Linked DNA regions of Zea mays: region 1 is linked to region 2. The links are chromatin contacts, called in public Hi-C maps. All regions are on one chromosome and are shown on one strand. Each heading gives the region's core, a stretch centred on a gene start, on an enhancer-like site or on the middle of the called end of the contact. The rest is flanking DNA. Distances are from core to core; before and after follow the strand shown.

Region 1 (6,417 bases), core at 3,151-5,650, 290 kb after region 2:
AGTTGGAATGAGTGAAACTTCAACCCTAAACCAGAGTTGATAATATATTATATAGAATAATTAGGTGGACCAAACCCATTACAATAGGTGTAATTAGGTAATTACAGGATAACCCTAATCCTAGCCCTAAACAAGAGTCTAACAATAATGATCGTGAAAGTAGACTATCAGCTCGATAGCCAAGGTCCTGTAATTTGTAAGTCAACATTAGCTTACTGACAGTTAAATATCAATTGTAACTTGCAACAGGACCACAAAGAATAGAACATTGTTAGAAGAAGCAAGATGAAACCAAATGCATATAGAGAACATATTAAAATTCACAGCATATTTCCATTTCCTTCGTTACCTAATAAAACTCAAGAAAGACAAGAAAAAAAGAAGTGTGAACCCCAGTAGGAAAGTAACATTTTTGGGGAGCGTATTTTCTATTAGCATATTAAAATTCATAGCATATTTTCCATTTACATAATCAGTACTGCGCAGTATCATTTAAATTCTATCCAAATGTGATAAGTTGATTGGGGTTAAGATTAAGAATGAAATCCACAAAAACATCATTATTATGTTATACTTGTTAAACCATGTTTAGTGTTGATACGTCAGACAGACTATTCCAAGTAAAGAGCTAGACAGGAAGATAGCAACAAAAGCAAGGGTGTCATTCACAGAGCATTGAATGGGGGTGTCATGGGCATCATAGGGAGCGAGAGGCAACAGCCAGGCTGGGATAAGGCTAGAGAATAAGATTGAGATGAGAGAATTGTGGAGAGTTGGTTAGCATCAGATAAGTCCAAGAAAGTAGGAGTTAGTTGAGAGTTTGTAGGAGAAATTGGTTAGCCATAGGGCTATTTATAAGTCGCATGGCAACAGGGAATAAATCAAGCAAGATCATTATCAAACCAATCTCTCTCTCTTGCAATGACCCTCTCAAGCGCCTAGGGCTGCTACCCTAGAACCAAGCCTGCGGCAGAGGGGTATAACCTCGCCGGAGAAGACAGCTATCCCCATGGACCGAAGGTCCATGACACCTGGTATCAGCTCCAGGTTATCCTCACCACCACCAGCCGCCCATCCCTCACCACCACCAGCCGTCGCGCCATCTGCCGCCGCAACGCCCTCCCACCCGCCCTCTCAAGCGACTAGGGCTGCTACCCTAGAACCAAGCCTGCGGCAGAGGGGTATAACCTCGCCGGAGAAGACAACTATCCCCATGGACCGAAGGTCCATGACAGATGCATTCGCTCGGCTCGAAGAGAAGTGGGATCAATTCGTTGTGATGTTCCACCGCTACAAGGAGAAGACAGAGAAAGAACTCCAAGCAGCGGTGCGGCTTCAGGCGACAGCGCGAGGGTTCCTGGCACGCCGCCAGGTACAGTCCCTTCGTGGGGAGAAGCACCTTGCTGTGGCCTCCAGGGCCACCCCATGGCCGTCATCACATGAGCAGGCCGTGGTGCGCCTGCAAGCCGCAGTGCGCGGCTTCCTTGTTAGGCGGGCAGTGCGGAAGCTGCACTTGCTGATCAGCTCATCGCTGCACCAACTCGCAGCCTGCGCACCCAACCACCAGGTCTCGTCTATACTTTTTGAACCCCCTGCAGAAGTCGAGATCTGGGTATGCAGCCCCCTGCACGGCCAAAGAGGGTCGTCTCCTTCATTCGGGCAACTGCCTTGGTGCTGGACAGACCCAACATAAGAACGGGCTGGTTCCTCCTTCACCTTTCATCCAACGTGAAGTCCGCAGTTCAGCTCTTTCCTTGGGATCCAGGAGGACATAGCTGCAGTTCAAATTTATATTTTAGTTCCACAATTATTTTGCATTTTCATCTTAAATAATAAAGGTAAGCCGAGATGTAAAAGGCTTAACCTTAAGTCGTGTCAGGTAAGTCTATGGCAGCTCGAGGACGAGCTGGTCCTCAAGGGAGGGGGAGATGTCATGGGCATCATAGGGAGCGAGAGGCAACAGCCAGGCTGGGATAAGGCTAGAGAATAAGATTGAGATGAGCTGGGATAAGGCTAGAGAATAAGATTGAGATGAGAGAATTGTGGAGAGTTGGTTAGCATCAGATAAGTCCAAGAAAGTAGGAGTTAGTTGAGAGTTTGTAGGAGAAATTGGTTAGCCATAGGGCTATTTATAAGTCGCATGACAACAGGGAATAAATCAAGCAATATCATTATCAAACCAATCTCTCTCTCTTGCAATGACCCTCTCAAGCGACTAGGGCTGCTACCCTAGAACCAAGCCTGCGGCAGAGGGGTATAACCTCACCGGAGAAGACAGCTATCCCCATGGACCGAAGGTCCATGACAGAGGGTGAAGTCAGGATGCAAAGCCAACAAAAACAAACACCTGCCGGCTAGCTTCAGTTTATTAGCAATAGCGGCTAATTCTACTGTCTAACCGATTTTGCTTCTACTAGACATGATTCATCCTGAAATCCATTCTGCTCACTTGCACAAACTTCCATTACATCCACTGCAACCAGAATTCTCCCTATCTGCGCGCATAGTAATAGAAATATGTGGCCTCTGAAACCAAATCATATAAGCGTTCATTTGCTCCAGTGAAGAGCGTTACTCTCTTTTTCTGCAATATCCTGAAATCCATTCTTTTTCTGTTACTTCTCGACAACCAATCTCTGGTGGTAGTCATTAGCACTGCTATGTTTGTGCACTGTGACGAGTGGGATGACTACATCAACGAACCCTACGTCGACTAGCGAAAACAACTCTGGTGTCACTGGTACGCTACTATAGCAAAAAAAAAATCTTATTTTCCTTGTTAATTTGAATCGTGATTACTATGATAGTTATCTTATTAGAGAATAGACTATACATGCATATACTCGGCATCATAAACACAATGTTAATTTAGTAATTAAATTGTCTAGTTTTTAAGAGAGATTATTGATCGGGACTTGTGGATATTGCTGAAGCCGGCTAAAGTTATTGGGGGCGTGTTTATTTAAATTTGAGAGCTCCCAATTAGCACAATGCCAAGATTTGATTATATCCATATCTATATGTATACATAATATTAAATATAAAAAATCAAAATCTTACCCCATTTATTAGCTTCACTATCCCTTAATACCGAACAATGAAGAGTTTCTTTCATGCGAACTTATATGATTCATGCTCATACGAGTTAGAATTGCTTTTGTCAAGCGGTGATCGATATGAAGCCTGATTCGAAGACTTATTGGGTTGTGCCCTCCGCATCTTACATGTAAGTTAGACTTATAAATTTTGCTCATACGAGTTAAAATAACTCGTGTATAGCGATGATACAAATAGGGTATTTGATTGAGATTATAATCTGATTAGGTTATATAATCTAACAAATTTTGATCTATTTATATAATTTGGACAGATTATAATTCGAAACAAACACCTCCAAAATCTAATTCCAACATATATTGGATCATGTTTATAATGTACGAACACAATTGCTGGTCAATGTTAAAATAAGCTTATATGTTGTGTCTTATAGTGATTATTCTACAACGTAGGAAGATTATGTTAGAAAGAAATAGCCACCTTTTAAAATATAGAAGATGTAGCAAGATAGTTATGATAACTTTCATAATCTCAAAACGCTATTCTTCAATGTTTGTTTAAGTTTGAAGTTGATGGTATTTATATCTATAGCTCCAAATTAATTTGTTATAAAAACATATTTTATAATTACTTTAATATTAGCTATTTAATATTATATGTATCGATTTTTAGCTATAAATAATTAAATTTAAGGTACAAAGATTCTAGAGTAGTATATTTTGGTACGGATAGAGCAAGAAGTGTGTGCTATTGTTGGTCGGATGTCCATTCACATATTTAATGTCTATGTGTTCAGTGTTATAGTGCTATACACGCAACATTTTTAGGCTATTCTCAGCACCTTTTCTATTTTAAATTTTAATTTTATAAACAATGTCATCGTCCCAATTTATTATTCATTCGTCTGACTTTTTTATCACAAGTTTGATCAACTCGTCTTATTCAAAAAATTGTGAAAAAACTTAAAACCCGTTGTAGTTTTGTTTATTATCAAATATACTTTACATATAACTTAAATTTTTTTGTTTTATGATTTTTTGAATAAGACAAATAGTTAAAGTTAGGGTTAAAAAAGTCAAACAAATTATATTTTGAATCGAAGGGAGTACAATATAAACTCTATTTTTTTTCAAGATCCACTTCTAGAGCGGTTAGGCAAAACCGCGCGCCATTTGGCCAGAGCCCACCGCCCAGCCAGCGAGGAATCCTGATTTGGAGCACTGGACGGGACGCGTTGCCATTAGCTGTCGCGTCAGTTACGTTTTGCTTGCCCTGTTCTCGTTCGGCCTTGACAACCCGGAAATCCTCCAGCCCTCTAGTCCCCAACGACGCAGGAAGCAGGATCGAGCCGAATCCTCCGGAACTCGCCGCCGGGGCCAACCGACCTCACACTATTGATCGAGGATGTCGTACGCCTACCTCTTCAAGTACATCATCATCGGCGACACAGGTCCGTCGCCCCCTCGCTCCCGAATCCGCTGCCACTCTGATCCCCGCCGCCCCGCCCCGCGCGGGGGGAGATTGGATCCACGCGGCTGGGGATCTGCTGTCATCTGCTCATCGGTGTTGGTACATACGAGCGGCGATTGATCGATCGGTTGGTTGGTTGTGTTGCAGGCGTGGGGAAGTCATGCCTGCTGCTGCAGTTCACGGATAAGCGCTTCCAGCCCGTGCACGATCTCACCATCGGCGTTGAATTTGGCGCCCGCATGATCACCATCGACAACAAGCCCATCAAACTCCAGATTTGGGACACGGTCCGTCCTGCTCCTCTCTTCCGTTCGTTTTTTCCTGCCCTCTTCATGGTGTTGTTTAGGTTGCGTACGAGGTTAGCAGTTTCAAGCAACGATGGCTGTAGGAATTTCGAATTGTTTCAGAAACAACGCGAACATTTTTGGGATCCTTAATTGCTGATGCCATTTATGTTCCTCTTGCGTTTTGCTGCACTGGCTTGATAATCTAGAGATTTTTGAATCACAGACCCTGGCAGTTCTGCAACATCCAGCCACTTTGTGCAAAATTGTGTTATCCTCTTGCATAAGGTCGTATATATGTCTCGGTCATACTGCTGGCTTACCAAAAAAAAATCCCAAACTTAGGTCACCAACTATCAAATCAACCAGCATATGTCGAGGTAGTGACAAAGCACCAGACTCCAACAAGCTAACAGGCTTTAGTCTAGTCTGATTATATGTTATTAATCCATGTTTTCGTATGGAATACTGCTGGCAGTACCAAAAGAACCAGTCTCGTGCGTTCTAAATTGCAAGTATGTTGCTGATTTCATTCATACTTATCAATACAAACTTAAGGAAATTATACAGTGATGTAAGAAAATATCTCCTCTTAGACAATTGGACCTATATTTATCTCAACTTAGTGTAATTGCAACACTTCTGTTTGCAAAGATATCTTCGGTAATTGCTCCAATGGTCTGGCTACACGTTTTCAAGAATTTAACACTTGTAAGTTTGTAACCAGGGTACTGTAACATGTAAAGCATTTTTATTAGCATTTCCCATATTAGTTCGAGTTTCAGAATCTGTTCATCCTTATAATTGTTTGGTTTGTTCATCATGTAGTATGTTCATGTTATTATTTTTATTTTTTTGCTTAGGAGTATGGTTTTAATGAACTACAACCACAACACATTCACCACTACTTCTGTTGAGTGTGATGTCATGAAGCGTTATATTCTCAATTGATTATGACTTGAATTTCAGGCTGGCCAAGAATCATTCAGATCTATTACTAGGTCATACTACAGAGGAGCTGCTGGAGCCCTTTTGGTTTATGATATCACTAGGTACTAGTTATATGGTTTTGTTTGGTTATATTATATGCATCTTATTTTGGCATTTACAATCACTAATGATTCTTACGTTTGGGTCACCCAACTTCAGGAGGGAGACCTTCAATCATCTCGCAAGTTGGCTAGAAGATGCCAGGCAACATGCAAATGCTAACATGACAGTGATGCTGATTGGAAACAAATGTGACCTTTCTCATAGGCGTGCTGTCAGCTATGAGGAAGGCGAACAGTTTGCCAAGGAGCATGGTCTGGTTTTTATGGAGGCATCTGCTAAAACTGCACAAAACGTCGAGGAGGTGAATTTTTTTTAGACCTACTAACTGTTTACTACTATATTGCCCACTGGTGTCTTTTCTAACCATTTTAACATCTTTTTCTGATATAGGCATTCATTAAGACCGCTGGTACAATATACAAGAAAATCCAAGATGGCATATTTGATGTATCAAATGAGGTTAGTTCTTAGTTAGTACTTCTTTTCAGGTGCTTGTTCAAGGTTGTGCCAAGTGTTGGTAATTAATGAGATTGCAAGTTTATAACACAGTAAT
Region 2 (6,263 bases), core at 3,300-5,799:
GCAAGGCAACTAGCAGACTAGAAAAAAAACAAAAACCCTAAAATAACCAGCCATACGCTAGCCCTGCCTAGCCGGCCAGCTGCCGCATGCCTGGACAGCTGTGCTGGCACTGCACACTAACGACTTCACCAGCGACGAGGAGCACTGCCGACTGCTAGGAGTCTAGGACGACGGTGACGACCCTAGATTCTCAGGCACCAACGAACTCAGATGGTGACCATACTCCATTTCTTCTATTGGTTCTGAAGTACTGATTTCTTTTCTGATGGATGAATGAATAGATCATGGTTCATGGATGAGTGCTTACCGATGTGATAATGTATGAAATCTGGATAGTTTGTACTAGCTGTTGGTACCTAGTTATCACTTAAGAGCTGATTTGGTGACAAGGGGATCACGAGAGGATTGGAGGGGATTGAGGGAGAAATAAACTAATTTTCCTCTCAATCCCCTACAATCCCCCCGTGATCCCTTCTCACCAAATCAGCCTTAATTGGGAATGGAGACCCATTGAGGACCCAAAACCCGAATAGGGATGAGTATGTGATGAGTTTTGCACCCATAATGTGTATGTAGATAGGTATGAGAATGGATCAAACATGATATGGATAGGTCTGAGATACTATAACCACGGTGGTGAATTCCCCATCAACATCTCTACCACATCCCAACAACTACAAGATGAGCAACGGAACACCATTCAGAAGGAATCACAAACGAGGGCAGAGACAGTTCTAGAAATGTCAACCGAACATTCCAAAGAGGCAAAGACAGAACTGCCCTGAAAGAGGCAGAGGCACACTACGGTTTTTTTTATCTCTTGAAAACTGAGAACCTGTACAGCAACTTGAGTATGAAGTTCAATTGAGCTACCCTACGCACCTAGCAACTGAGAAAAAGAAACCCTCTGCAACCAAGGGCCAGATATTGAAAAGGGAAGAAAGCAAACGAACCTAACATTATGGCAGCCAAGAAAGAAACAAACCAACCTAACATTATGCAAAATCCCCCTCTAAAAAGTAAAAGAGAATCATTCCACAAAGATCCTAGCATGGCGTTCCGCATGCATGACGATTGCCAAATGCCAAGAGCTTCCTCTGCAATCCTCACTGAAGCGGGATCCCCTCTGCTGCTCATGGAACAGACAACATTATGCTTAGATTCGATCTTCTAAAAAAGCACTACACATAGATCCTACAAGATGTTTGGCACTTGTGCTGAGAGCTTTTCCTGCAGCTCCCTGATCTTTAAACAGAGTTCCGCCTTCTGTTCCTTGTAGCTCTGAAGCACGAAGTCCTTTCCCTCGATGACTTCCTTCAGTTCAACAACCTCTTTCTTCAGCATCTCCACCCTCTCTACCTCTCCCTTTCTCTTCTCAATGCCAACACAATGCAGATCAGCATCATCAACACAACCATCAGCATAACCATTTGAATGACCATTTGTAGCATCTGACTGCCAATGTCCAGCTTGCAAAGGTTTCTCATGGGAGAGTGCTTCTGCGACACAGTGATCTGCAATGATCTTCCTCAGATGCTGAATCTCTCGTTCGGATTCAAACAGATCACGATTGGCAACATCCAATTGAGACTGCAGGTTTGTGGACTGTGTCACTTGAATGTTAATAGAGTTCTTAAGATCAGCAATCTGAGTTTGCATCTCCATGATCATCTCATCACGTTTCTTGAGGTGCTGTCTTAGCTTCTGTATGACCTCTCTTTTGCTATAAATGTCAGACCCTGATTCTGAAACGCAGGGAGAGCCAGAGCTGTTCGAGTACTGAAATGGCCTTCGAGGATCTTCAAGCCGATCAGGTGAGGATATCCACATAACGCCACTGTTTTCTTTGCTTGATTCTGGTGTCGGTATCTTGACAAGTGGAAGTGAGGATTCAACTGATTTGGGTACAGGACTTGCTGGTGCTTGCTTGACTTCCACTCCACTATCTGCAAGCCCTGCACATGGTAACAGGAATTAGTAATAACAAGTTTTGGGAAGAACTTTCATGCCACCAACAAAAGAAACGATAACAAACTAGTGTGAAATCCAACCCAAGAACTACATTTATTAATTCAGTTCAATCAGCACAGTGAAAGCAACAGCCAGAAACAATGGAACTATCAGTGCCTCTAAATGCTAAACTCATATCCAAAGATGGAAATTTGGTAAATGTCATAATCATTAAGTCAGACTATTATTTTGTGGATATGTATGACTCTTCACTCTTATGCATGCAAACACCGGAGACCTAAAATGCAATTGGCCAAGTGGCTAAGCCCCCCTCCCTAAAAAATAGTAAGACCTCCCACCCACAACCCCCCCCCCCCCCCCCACTCCCATAACGTGCAGACAGCAGACGAGGTACATATTCCGTAACGTATCACGGTATCAGTACATATACACAGCAGCTACATATAAAAGAAGAGACACATATGTGTTGGCCTGCTTCAAATACTATCCAGCACACTTCATTCCTCTTGCACACATCCCCTGCCTTGCCATAACCTCCAGTTCACCACACCGCAACATGCATTTGGCAGATGGCACACACACACAATTCCATGAGGCCACAACCTCGAACCTGATGGCAGCAAGGCAGCAGTGAGGTAGCAGCGAGCCAGCGATACACGGGCCTGTATGCCCGCCCACATGACACAGTGCTGCGCAACGGCCCCAGTAGCTCATCAGGGTGCATAGGCCGCATAGTAACAGTGACTAGCAACGAATCTGTTCCCTCTCCTGTATTCCCTTTTTCTCCCATAGTCAATTTTGCTAGGATTTATTTCTTTCTCTTTCAGATCTAGTATCCGTTTGCTTAACTTTTCTAATCCAGAAATGGCAGCAACAGGTACTGCCATTGCAGCTTCTCAAAGCTCCATCAACATCAGGGTACCATTGTTGGACCATATCATCATTAATTCATTATTATTTTTAAAAAATATAAACTAAAATGTATCTGTATATCCATATCTTTGCTACATAGGCCCCCCTATCACATTAATGAAACAAACTATAAAAAATCCGTCAAATAAATTCAAGGTTAGAGGACAGCAACTAAGAGCTTTTTGTATACATTCAACACACAGCCAAATACATAGCACAGGTCTAAAAACATGTATTTTAAAATTGTATGTATTTTAAAAACATGCTAAAAAACATTCCAAGCCCTACAGATTAAAAGGTCCACCAAGAAGCAAGAAACAACCAATAGTGCAGGTTAGCCCCCAAACATGCTAGATATGTATTCTAGCACTAAATTCAGTGACATATGAACAGAACAAAAGTTACAGATAAAGCACCTGAAACAGAGTAGCAACAGCCAGTTTGGTCACTGAACCGGTAGAGGTCTGAGTGCAGCTCGCATGCTTCAGGTCTTCTTTTAGCTGCAATTTTGCACAGTAAGCAGCAAGCATACAAATAATGCAGAGACAAGTCAAGATTGCAACTGCAGATAGGGGCATGATATGACATAATACCTTTGGAAGTATTATTTTGCTGCTTCCCATTGAACCACTGCTTTAGTTTGCACCCAATCTTGACTGAAAGCGCGCTAAGCAAAAAACCCCCAGCAACAAGAACCCAGTTTGGCCCTTCTCCTTGGACCTGATTACCTCTCCCAGACTTCTGTAAGCTCCTACTCGTCTTAGTCTTCATCATAGAAACAACCAATTTCTCCAGCCAAGTCTACAAAGACGGTACCTTAACCTGCATAAATGCACCACAACAACCATATTGGTGGAGGAAAAAAATAGCTTCTACTATAATAACCATAAGGACCTAATAAGATTCTGAAGTGAAGGAAACTAAATCATATGGCGTTAACGAATGCGCAGGAAGAATGTAGATTCATCTCGCTGTGGAAGAAGAACCATGAAAGCTAAAAACATGGCAATCTATCAATTTCTCCAACCGTACGTCCAAGAAATGGGAAAGGTCACAGCAACGTTTCATAAACCTTCAAGACAGCCTCCCCAAGGGTCTGCGGATTTAGGTGCCCCATTGAGGTTAATAGTGATTTCGGGTCCCATTCAGGCTCATTACCCAATGTCAACACCCATGACAGCAAGTAAAGTATAGACTCTGATAAAGGAATCAACCTAGGCCTTTTCCTTTTTCAAGGGAATCGATCGACTAAAGATGCATTCATAATCACCGACACTCGTCTCTAAATTTTCGGACCTGTTGAGTCCCTCAACCCTCCTCTCGGAGTGTCATGCCAAGCGGCACAGGGTGGTACCGGATTCAGTTGCACCCGGACGCAGACGACTGGAGGCGGTATTCGGCGAGCCCCGAATTCAGCGGAGCCAGCTGCAACTGGGGCTCCGGCTCCGGCTCCGTTGCCTGTAGGAGAGCGCAGCGTGATCGCGGACGGCTCGGTGCTCTCACGGCGCGGGTGGCGGCGAGGAAAGAAGGAAGGAGGCGGCGGTGGAGTCGAAGCAGATGTGATTTTGTGGAACTTGATGGTTTCCCATTTTGCCCCTTTCTTCTTTACTTTACCTTTTCTTTTATTTTTATGTTATTTTTTTTCTAAGTTCCTTTTTTTCTCCCCTTTGCCGAGTGGGACGCTAGTTCACCAAATCATGGATCAATTCGGCTAACCGGTTAATCGATTATCAAGGCCGGCTGGTAACGTTGTATCGCTGATTTACGAGTTTAAATTTTGGAGATTTCTAAACTTTTGATGCCAATTTTCTTATAAATAATATAGATTATTTAATGACTTTCCATTAAAATTAATTTAAAAACACATAACTGAATTCAAACTAAAAATCAAAGAAGTTAGAAAAAAGGGAAAAAAAGAAAAAAACACTATTTAGCCTGATCTATTCTATGGTCCAATAAGCAAATATATTACCCTATTATGATGAGGCTAGCCGCTCGTGAGCGAGAACACGGGTGTGCCAGAGGCGATTGCGTGTTGCGAGAAGAAAAGCACGTCCAGTAGCTCGCGAAAAACAAGGGGAGATTAGAGAGGGTATGCAGATGTAGGGAAGAGAGAGGCAACGTCCTTTTTCATGGCCGCGTTCGTGATCCGTTCGTGATCCGCTAGATGGATCTACAGTGCTTCGCAACCCTCTAAAACGCGTATCTGCGACGCTTTACGCGAGCAGGGCGAGCTGTTGGACTCAGCCTTATCTAGTCAACGCATCCACTCACTTCCTTTCGTCCTCCTGCTCTCTGTGTGTGCCACGCAAGCGCCCTATCCACCATTAGAGTCGCTCGTTCTACAACGACGTGCTAGCTAGCCGATGGCTACGACCACGAAACCACTCAGATCGTCCGCTGCTCTGCCGCACGGGTAAGCCCCCCCCCGTCTACTGGTAAATCGCTCTGTTCTCCCAATCATCTGGTATCCCTAGCTAGCCATTAGTTGTCACAGTTGGTTCCCGCTAAGCCCATCCGCCGGTTTAAGTCGGCTAATCGTGTGTTTGCGTCGATTAGCCACTCCTTGAAGCCAATTAATTACTCCCCCAGTAGCTGATAAGCTGGCCGGTGTAGTAGTTAAGGTTTGGGGATTTCCCCTTTTTCACTTCAAATCTTATAAATTATCACGGTTACTTACTGCTATTTGCAATAATGACCAACAGTGCTTGCAATAATAGCTCATATTACTGATATTTTCAGGGATGCTGGATCGGATCGATCCAGTTTAGGAGCATTGGAATAACATATCTTGTATTCAAGTGCAAGTATTGTAAGGAACAATGGAAGGAGGGCGGTGCTACTCGTTTTAGACAATACCTTACATCACGTGGACGAAATGTGCAAGGTTGTCGCAACGTTCCGTCGGACGTTTGCAATTACTTTCGACGGGAGCTTGACAAGGGACAATATAGAAGGGAAAGCAAGAATACTGGAGGAGGTATGAAAGTTAGCATTGGCGGGTTCACCTCAATGATGACGATGTTGAGTTGCAGGTCGCATTACATGCTTTAAGAGATGAGGAGGAACTTAGGAGGCATGCTTGCGCGAGTAGTGGCACGTATGAGAGGGTGATGGCTCCTCCCATGGGGGTGTTCATGGCATGTTTGGAAGAACACCTTTTAGGAAGGAGAAACCACGCATGGTCCGACCAAGGATTGATAAGGCCTCGTTTTCGAAGGCAGTAAGGAATGACGTCCATTTCATTGGTAAGCCTATTGGACCCCCGAGTCTGGTAGTGATAGACAAGGTTCATCTTCACCCCTTCTTCCCTATATCAATTATCCAATTGGTGAAGTGACTCAGTAACCCATGAGGTGGGTGTATCAATGGGAGGAGCC

The links. Hi-C and Micro-C count contacts between places; a contact is called where the count stands out from the background.
Region 1: a contact with region 2 is called in a Hi-C map of leaf, with 7 times the contacts expected there. The contact joins the promoter of LOC542765 here to the promoter of LOC103653690 in region 2. A contact is called at or near these places in 5 of 25 Hi-C or Micro-C datasets (bundle sheath, ear, endosperm and 2 more).

Annotation. Positions count from the first base shown.
Region 1 is chr4:132,639,844-132,646,260 of Zm-B73-REFERENCE-NAM-5.0, forward strand. LOC542765 (ras-like gene) reads left to right here and starts at 4,401. Exons shown (of 6, transcript NM_001112273.1): 1 at 4,401-4,507; 2 at 4,675-4,814; 3 at 5,781-5,863; 4 at 5,961-6,165; 5 at 6,255-6,323. The coding sequence starts at 4,462.
Region 2 is chr4:132,346,913-132,353,175 of Zm-B73-REFERENCE-NAM-5.0, forward strand. LOC103653690 reads right to left here and starts at 4,550. Exons shown (of 4, transcript XM_020552603.3): 1 at 4,238-4,550; 2 at 3,477-3,705; 3 at 3,300-3,383; 4 at 770-1,955. The coding sequence starts at 3,657. The coding sequence ends at 1,195.